Linked DNA regions of Arachis hypogaea: region 1 is linked to region 2. A link is a contact called in public Hi-C data. All regions are on one chromosome and are shown on one strand. Each heading gives the region's core, a stretch centred on a gene start, on an enhancer-like site or on the middle of the called end of the contact. The rest is flanking DNA. Distances are from core to core; before and after follow the strand shown.

Region 1 (5,113 bases), core at 1,570-4,069, 130 kb after region 2:
ACAAATCTGTTTACTTAGATTGAGTAATTGTTGAATGCTGCATAGTTGATGGTTGCATTATAGGGGGTAGTCTCTGTGTACTCAGCTAAGCTAAGGACCAAGTTGATGTCACTTACACAACTTTAGGGACCACTATGAGTTCATTAAAATAACATTAGGGACCATTTTGAGGCTCGATTTGAAACTTTGTGACTGGCTTTTGCAGGGTCTAATTCATGCAGTTCAGGATGTGTTCCCAAATGTCCATCACAGATTCTGTGTATGGCATTTATGGAGGAACTTCAACAAACAGTGGAAGGATAATCAGCTTAGAGGTTTGCTTTGGGAGTGTGCAAGGTCTACGACTCAAGAGGGATTTGTGGAAGGGATGAAAAAATTGGAAAAGCTAAATAAGGATGCTTGGAGTTATCTATGCAAATGGCCAAAGAATTCATGCAGCAGGGCATTCTTCAGCATTGCACCAAAAATGGACAATATCTGCAATAATGCATGTGAGGTTTTCAACTCGCGGATCAAGGACCCTAGAGCCAAGCCTATTATCACACTGCTGGAGGAGGTCAGGATGTACATCATGAGATCTATAGCCAGGAACAAGGTGAAGTTGAGGAACAATGACGGGATTCTACCTCCAATACAGAGAAGTAGGTTGGAAAAGATAAGAAAGGAATAAAAAAAATGGGTTCCCATGTGGTCTGGTGATGCAGATTACGAAATATTTGAAGTTCATGAGTGGCCTACAAATATGGCTGTGGACTTAGGCAAGAGATCATGCACCTGTGGTTTTTGGCAACTAAGTGGTATGAATTTTTTATGCATATTTTTTAATTTTTTTATCTTCGATTTGCAGTTCGAATTATGTTTATGTATGGCTGTGATGTTCTATGTAGGGATGCCATGTGTGCATGCATGTGCCGCTTTGGCCAGGGCTGGTAGAAGGCCAGATGAATTCTGTCATAGCTGGTTGACCATGGAAGCATACAACAACACCTATGACTTCCATATAAATCCAATTCCTGGCCAGGCACTGTGGGAAAAATCACCTTATAATAGACCTCAAGCACCAAAGTTCAAGAAGAAGCCAGGGCCAATCAAGAAGAAAAGAAGAAAGGATGCTGATGAGGAGTCAAGTAAAGGCAAGAAGCAGAAGACCTCAATGAAAAGAGTTCATAAAAAAGGACATTGTCGCTATTGTGGTGAATCTGGTCACACAAAGAGGAACTGTCATAAGAGGGCCGTTGATGAAGAATCAGCTGCTGTGGCGGCGGCTGCTGCTGCTGCTAATTCTAATGCTAATGGAGGTGAGGTCAACAATTCTGCTCCAACTGCTGCTGTAAATGGTGGTGATGCCCCAGCTGTGTCACAGGATCAGGTTGAGATTCAGGTTGATCTTAGTCAGCCTATTATGTCAGAAACTGATGACTCGCAACAGGTGGATAATATTATTTACCCATATATATACATGTATTGTGGTCATACATTAATTTTTCTTAGTCACTTTAAATTTTTGGTGTTTCATACATAGGTGCAACAACCTGCTGTTCGGCCATCCAAACTGCCTCCTAAGAGAAAGTTGTCCACACCCAGTGCTACCACCCAACCATCCAGCACCCCATCTGCAAGCATTCCATCTCCTCCATCTGCAAGTACTCCATCTGCAATCACTCCATCTGCAAGCACTCTCCCAACAAGCAGTCAGCCTGCAAGCACTGAAACAGCAACGGATCTACCAGCAATGCGATTTGTGCCTAATCCGGGATTCAAGCCACCCAGAACCAAGAATTAGTGACTTAGTTTTTTGTATTTAGGGACAGTATGGTGTCTTTATTTCTCTGTTTTGCTGAAGTAATGTACTGTGTATGCTTTCTTGCTTACAATTCCAGTGTTGGAGATTGAAAACTTATGACACTTATGTTTTGAAAACTCTGATATAGTTGGTGACTATTGTTCTGGCTTTATAATGCCTTATTTTGGATGTAATCACTACAATATGAAATATGAATTATGACTTTCTTGAAGAGATCTGTGACAGATTTTTGGTTTTATTTTGCACTCTCATATGCAATTAAGATGCTTTCCAAACACTATAAACTCCTATTTTATTGACAACATATGCAAGCACACTAGTCTCAATCACTTTAATTTTTATTTCTTTTAAACAAACTAACAGGTACAACTACAGCAACAACATGCATAATTCATGTGTTTCTTCCCAGATACAATTGGCCAAACTGCCTATCTAACTTTAAGATAAGAATAGCTACTGTAACCAGCAGCATAAATACAAACACCAAAACTCCACCCACTTTTAGAACCCTAACTTCAGACTCTAATCTTCCAAGTTTCCAAGCAAACTTCATCTTCCATTCTTCATTGTCAATTGAAGGGCTTGCTCTACCATCACATGTGATCACATCTTCTTCAAGAATTTTATCAATCCACATAAACAAACCACACCACTTCTTGCCTACAGTCTGCACCAAGGTAAAAGAATCAACCAAATTTATATCCAAAATTACAGCAAACAACAACAACAACAACCACTTACATTGTAGTTTGGACAACCCACGAAGGGTCTCCCTGGATTAGAATCCGTCATTGACCATCGCAGCACTGGTCTCAAACCGCATCTGCACCATTCTGGCAAACGCGAATCCCTATTCCTGTTCATTCTTCTCATGATGCTTCCAAACGATCGTGGGTTGTTCGAACTTCCAGCAGCATTGCTCGCGCTAGCCATTGTCGTCTGGGTATCAAGATGCTGCAGAGAAACCAACGGAAGAGACCAGAAGAGAAGAGAAGGGCACTGGAGGTTGATCTTCAGATTTGGGAATTAGGGATTTTAAACTTCGAATTAGGGACCAAATTGAGTCAATAAAATTCGTTCTTCCACCTCAGCTAGCCGTTAGCCTTGCCCGCGTGTCACCAAATTAGCCACATCAGCTTTCCGATGACGCCACCTGGAGGAAATGTGCCGGAAGGACAACACTGAGTTCCGGCGTTTAACTTCAGGTACCAATTTGGATAATTAATAATTTTAGGGACTACTAGAAAACGCGAGTGTAACTTCAGGGACCACTCTGAGACTTAGCTCTATTAAAATCACATAATAAGCACCTGAAAAGTTTGGGGGAAAACTGCAAAATTGTGTTGTATTCCTATTCCGGTTGCAGTAAGAATCGACAGCAGACTGCAGTAGTAGAGGAACACGGCAATCGCCAATCAATCAATCAATCCACAAACACACTCTTATCGATCTCCAATTCAACGCCCTTTCCAGACTCATCTAACCCAGCTCCTCTAATCTGGTTCAGTCATTTCCTCGTATACCTGGGGCGCATTCTCGTTTTCAATCCTCTCAGAGCCACCCACGCCTCACTGCCATGTTGCGGAGGTACGCCTCTTCAAATCCAACGAACTCACCATTTTTATTCTTGTTTTTGTATTTCTTTCTTACCCGCTCTTTTGATTTCATTGGCCGTGGTTTCAACCTTGAATGCATTGTCTCGTGCGAGTTGCAGGTCGCTTTTGGAAATATCTTCTCGCCAAACGCTCAGAAGGAGCCCTAGATATGTTGCAAATCAGGTGCCTGTGTTCTGTTCAAGCTTTATTTTCGATGCCATTCTTGGAATTCAGTTTCATATATATGTTTTTATAATTTGGGCACTGGAATTGGTTGGTTCTGTCCCATATGCTAGTAGTCTTGTCATTTTGGATTTTAATTTTCAACCATTGGGTCTTACACTTATAATAATTTACCTAGAACAGGCATTGGATCATGGATTGATTATTAACTTAAGAAAAACATTTGGTCAATAAACATGCTAATTCACTTTCATAAGTATGTCATATTCTCATTACTTCTACTTTAACTACATTCAACAGGACCAAATAATTTTTAATATCATCCTTATTTCCTATTTATTTTATTGTCCATGCTTAACACACAGTCAGCCACCACCAAATGTAACTTGAAAAATATTACATGAACCGTCTAATGCTAGACATTGGAGCGATTAGGATTTCTCAAATTTGTAAAATGTGGAATTGGTTACAGGTAGAAATTAGGATAGTTGAAAGCTCATTAAGTATGATGAGGGGTTTGGAAGCGATACTGCGATAGGCTGGGGTCTAAGGCTCAGTCAGGTAGCTTTTAGGGTACTCTTAGGATGTTTTCGTTTGATGGTTTCTGGGGTAATAGAGGATCCTTAACTATATCTGTACTTGAAGCAAAAAGAACATTTAAACCATGTTTATTATATTATTTTCCTAATTTATCTTCAAAAATCTCTTCATTTAATTCAGCAGATACCTTCACATCTATCATCACAAAAGAAATTATCAACTGCATCTAAACCAGATCCTGCCCCTGCTCCTGGCTCTACAGGCAAACCACCAGAGTCTAGTGGTTCTCCATCAAAGTTTCTCATTGGAACTGTTGCTTTAGGTGCTGCTTTTCTAGCAGCTTACCAAACTGGTTATTTAGATAAATATCTTAAAATAGAGCAGCTTGGTGCTCATGAGGAAGCTCAGATCAACGATACCAATGGAGACTCACAAAATGTACAACCTTCAGTGGACCAGTTCATTTCACCTCATAGGGAGACATCTAACAATGAAAATCTTGTGTCAGAGCATGCAGAGCAGAAGGTTGATAATCATTTTCCACAGCTAGAAAATGCGAAAGAAGATAAAGGTGATAAGCCAATTCAAGAGCAAGACAAATCCGATATAGCCGTAGATGTTACTGCTCCTACCAAAGAAAACCTGTGGCCTGAACATCCTCAAGGCAATCTAACATCTGATGATCAAAGTAAAGCATCTGTAGTGCAATCTGAAGGGAGTTTTGGCATAAGAAGCACAGATACTGTTACTGCCCCTAGATTGGAACAGGGAATACAACACACATCCACATCCACACAGACTAGTACAGCTCTGGATGAAAATGGGATGACAAACATTCAACCAAAACAACAAGAAGTGGAGGAGAGAAGAGAGGTACTTATGACTTTTCCGTAGCTTAATATTGAGGTTTAATCACTATAAAAACTACAGCCTTCTTAGTAATAATCACAGTTTCACTATGAGAGTATAATGTGTGCCTATGAAATGATTC
Region 2 (4,795 bases), core at 548-3,047:
AAGAACATCTTTAAGTGCTGCAGGAATAACCTTCCAAAACTCAGTTACAAATTCATTTCCTTTGCGTTTGCTGTTCTGCAGGATGTCATTTGCAAGATACAGAAGAGGAACCCTCTGAGCTGTCTCTGAATTGAAGAATTGTTTATTCCATGTTTCTACAACCAGTTCTGCTTTGCTCCGGTGAAATATACACCAATGTGATAAAGCTATAGATGGAGTTAATGATAACAAATTATCTTGAACCTATAACCAAAACATGTACTTCATAGAACTAACTGAATCTAAATATGCGGTTAAATTGACCTTCGCAAGACAAAAAGAAAAGCCATGAAAAACACTAATTCAAACACTCACTCCAAGTTACACCACCAAGCACTTACATGTTGATGTTGATCTTAAAACTGAAATAAGTATGGCAACAATTATTATATAGGTATATAGGAACAAAGATAAATCTTCCATAAACTAGGGATGCTGCAGCGCTTTACCCTTTTCAGGAAACAACTGTGTCACTAGAGTGCAGGTCCTAAATAGAAAATACACAAGCCAAAAAAGGAACATGATTAAATATATATGGGCAAGAAGAATATAGATGCCGTCAGAAAATTCAAGATCAAATTTTTCAATGCCCCAAAACCAGAATGGACTTAATTCAACTTAACAAAGCTGATGCAAAACTGAGAGCTTCATAAATATATAAAAAGAAGTGAATATCCATCGATACAGTGATTGCAAAATTAAAATTGGAACGTTCATTAACTTCTAGTTACATATAGATAACACGAAACATTGAAACAAATCTACATTTTAAATAATACTTTCCATAGCTTTCTACTTGCAGTTTCCCCACACAAGAACTCATCCAGAAAGAGTCATACAGTCATGATATTCTCCGTAAACCGCAAAATTCAAATCTGACTTGGCAAAGTAATTCAGAATTCATATGGTTGAAAAGCGAATTCAATCAAGAAACATCAACCAAGCACAATGAAAGAAGAAAAAAAAGGATACTTTCAATACATTGCTGGGTGCTGTTAAGCTTGGACAGCTTGTCAGCGAGTATCTGCTCGCTGAAGACGCTATTCATAGCTCCCCTGCTAACCAACCTGCGGTACAAAAAAGAAAAATGACATTAAACGAAACCCTAGAAACAAAAACCAATTTAACGAATATAAAGGCGAAAATTTAAAAATTTAAAAACACTAAAACCCTAAAACAGAATTAAAATTGAAAAACCCAAAATGGGGGGAAACTGAAAAGTGGAAGAAACAAAAGCAGAAGCAAGTTTGAAAAAAACGGAAGCAATAAGAAAAGAGATTCAAATTGAGCTAAAGCAAGAGTGGAGAATTAAATCCAAATGAAACGGTTCATATGAAGAATTGAGTAAATGCAGAATAAGGGGAAGAAAGAGGAATTGAGCTGAGATACCAAGCAAGAGCAGCAATGCAAAATGAATCCGAAGAGGTTGTAACGCGGCGTAAAAGGTGAAGGCTTGACTCTTGAGAGTGAATGAAGGAAGCAGGGAGGGAGGCAGGGAAGGAAGGAATGTGCCTTAAAAGAATAGAAGAGAAGAGAAGAGAAGAGTGTGTTTTATTTATTTAAAAAGAAGAAAAATGTTTACGTTTTTAGGATTTATGTTTTGTCCATTTGGCGCAAACTGTGGAACAAGTTTGTCTTAAAACGGCGCACCTTAGTTCAGAGTACTTAGATACGCACTCATCTAAAATCACCGACTCTTCCTACAAAATCAACCATTTTCCTCTATCACCAGAAATCAGGAACGTTTCTTCTTCAATCCGATGGAAAGATAAAAGAAAAATATATGTATTTTTTATTAAATTCATTAATTTAAAAATATAAATAAAAAAAAAGACAATTATCATAAGTTTTATAATAAGCTTTTTCTTTTTCAATAAACAACGATGAATGGATACAAATACAGTCAAATTCTCTTTGATCATTAATTATTAATCTGACTAATTTCTTTGTTTATTACCAGGTCAACCTATTCGTTTTCTTAATATGGATTTTTCTTCTACGAGACAATCAAACATAAATACTATTGCGTGTAAAATTAAACAATTTAATTAGCAGGAATTAAAAAAACAATTATTTCTTATATAAAATTAATTTTATAAATTTAATTTTAATAAAAAAATGAATTGGTATTAATGTGATTTATATTTGTGATTTTTTATCAAAATAAATTATAATAAATAAATATTATTTAAAATTACGTTTATACAAAAATTATTAAAAAAGATATAAATTTATATTATTCAAAGCTATATTATTTTAATGCTTTTTGACTATAATTTTTTTTAAAATAATTTAAATTTATGTGTTAAAATTTAGTACTCTTGGTTATAATTTTTTAGTACTCCTCTTTAGTATTTTTTTTGTATTTAATTATATTTTTCTAATGGAATTCATATCATAGAAATTAACAATAATAAAGAAAATATATACTAATTTTAAAACACATAGTAAAAAACTACAAAGTCAAACAAAAAATATGTATTAATAAAAATGATTAAAAAATTTATATAAACAATAAGTACTAAAAATTCTATTAAAAAAATATAATAATATACATCAGTCAACATCAAAAAAGTTCTAAACAAAAATATCCATATTATTAAAAAAATAAATAAATAATTGATAAAAAACAAAACTTAATAAAGAGTACTAATAATAATATTAAAACTTACTTATTTGTAAAGCATAGCCATAAAAAAATTCAAGAATTCTGATAATTATTTTTTGGTATTTCTTATTATAAATGAAATTGAATAACAAAATTAGTAAAAAAAATAAATTTTCCAATCTATCAATTCAACGCAAAAGCTAAACGATACGAGTTTAAACCTAAAATCATGTTCGGGTTTAGAAAAAAAAAAAAAAAAGGTGGCCAAACAAAAATAGTGACGTTCAAAAAAATTGAATATGCTTCCAACGCATTTGGCCATTTACCAAACACGCTCTTAATCATTTCTCTTTGTTTTCTCTTAATTCTTTTTTTTCATTTTTTTGGTTTTATATTAACGACAATATCTTTTTTAACAAAGTCCTTTGGGGACTAAGCCAAATATTTTCAAATGTTTAAACCTATTCTAAACTAAAAATTTTACAACGATCAAAGTAGAACATTTTGAAAATATTTACACATCAAAAGAAGATATGAGGAAAAAAGGCAAAATTTCATGAATATAGCTTTACAAAAGTATCTTATTCGTCGCTACCAAATATAACACTACAAAGTACTAGTAATTTTGTGAGTGACCTCTTGCTGTATGTATGATAAGGGCTAAGGCTACATAATTCTATGTTTATCAGATTCGCCTGTTCCAAATTTCCTGACGTAAATAATCTTTCCCAAGTCCAAGCACACAATTAATGCATTCAGGTAATTATTCAAAATTCAATTCCAAGGAAAAAGCAAAGCAAATTCTTATGGAAGTTCATTCGATTTGGCCAAGGATACCTTACAAAGTTCATTAGTGTGACATTTGGACAAATTTAGGTTTCGAGTTTCAACCCATTCAAATATAAATTACCATATACTTACCATTGGTATAACAACAACAACATACCTACAGTTCCAAGATGAGCATTTACGAAACACATGTTAACTAAAAAAATGGTAAGAAATAAAAAAAAATCATAAAAGCTGACAGCGAAGAATCATTGCACTAAATCCCTACTTCTTGATGCTTCTGCCCCGTGCCGCAAGTTTTGCTGCAACTTTCTCTTCAGATAAAGGTAGATAGTAAATTCGAGGAGTTGCTCTGGTTTTGCGAAACAGATCATCCAGTGTGACCATAGGTTGGTCAACATCCTCTGGAAGGGGTGGTGGGGGTGGTAGCTGTTCTCTTGCTGCTGGAGGGGTTTTTGACTGTGGTGTTGGTGGAGGAGGGAAGGTTGGAGCAGGTGGCTGCTCTCTGCAGCGACGAACGGCAGGCTCTGGCTGTAAGGAAATGGGTGTCGGTGTTACGGGAGGAACTGCTGAACCATCATTGACAGAGGCAACCGGAACAGGAGGAGGTTCTAACTTCATTTTCACTTCTTGCGGATCGACATACTCCGCAACCAAAAGGCGTCCACCATTTGGAGGCCATTGCAGATTATACACAGCATTGCGTGTCTCAGTGGCTTCTTCAACAGATGAGTACTACATCACAACACAAAATATTGATTACATTTATATGATGACTAATAACCATAACATCGCAAGGGAACCTCCATGTCAGGAAGATGAGTATGATTATGAATAAAATCTTACAGTGACATAGCAATGGGTCTTTATTTGGTCCATCCAGAAACTGACAACATTCCCAGTTTTACCAAGAAGTTCTTGCACCGCTTTTAGAGTAAAAGGGCGTAGGAATTGATCAATCCTGAGGGAATTAGTTGGTGCCCTTTGTGATGGTGGAACTGCCATAGATCAAAGCAACACAACTTAGGCTAGGAAAGAGCCGGAACACTATATCTAATGGTATGACAACAAAGCTAAATCCAAAAGATACAGAGGGACACAAAAACAGAAACAAATAATACTAGTTAATGTTTGGAACCATAAACATAAATCAGTAAGGTCATTTATGCTAAAATGAAAACTCAAGAACTGAAATTTATGTTAATGCGTATCCCATAGGCCTGAGCTGTGGTTTGATAACTGTGCATAACTAAACTTTGAGTGTATTGATTCCTTTTTCATTTCACTTATTTGGATTACAAGAAGGGTTTAAAATTGATATTAATTAACTCAGCACCAAAAGTAAAAGCACCAGCTCTT

Evidence for each region. Hi-C and Micro-C count contacts between places; a contact is called where the count stands out from the background.
Region 1: a contact with region 2 is called in a Hi-C map of leaf, with 3 times the contacts expected there. The contact joins the promoter of LOC112733278 here to the promoter of LOC112733273 in region 2. A contact is called at or near these places in 2 of 8 Hi-C or Micro-C datasets (leaf and an unstated tissue).

What each region holds. Positions count from the first base shown.
Region 1 is chr13:127,330,077-127,335,189 of arahy.Tifrunner.gnm2.J5K5, forward strand. It overlaps LOC112733278 (MICOS complex subunit MIC60, mitochondrial), which reads left to right and starts at 2,820. Exons shown (of 12, transcript XM_025782188.3): 1 at 2,820-3,391; 2 at 3,519-3,582; 3 at 4,306-4,995. The coding sequence starts at 3,381.
Region 2 is chr13:127,202,011-127,206,805 of arahy.Tifrunner.gnm2.J5K5, forward strand. LOC112733273 reads right to left here and starts at 1,798. Exons shown (of 8, transcript XM_025782176.3): 1 at 1,429-1,798; 2 at 1,012-1,106; 3 at 1-206. The coding sequence starts at 1,087. LOC112733274 reads right to left here. Exons shown (of 6, transcript XM_025782177.3): 5 at 4,283-4,434; 6 at 3,449-4,171. The coding sequence ends at 3,701.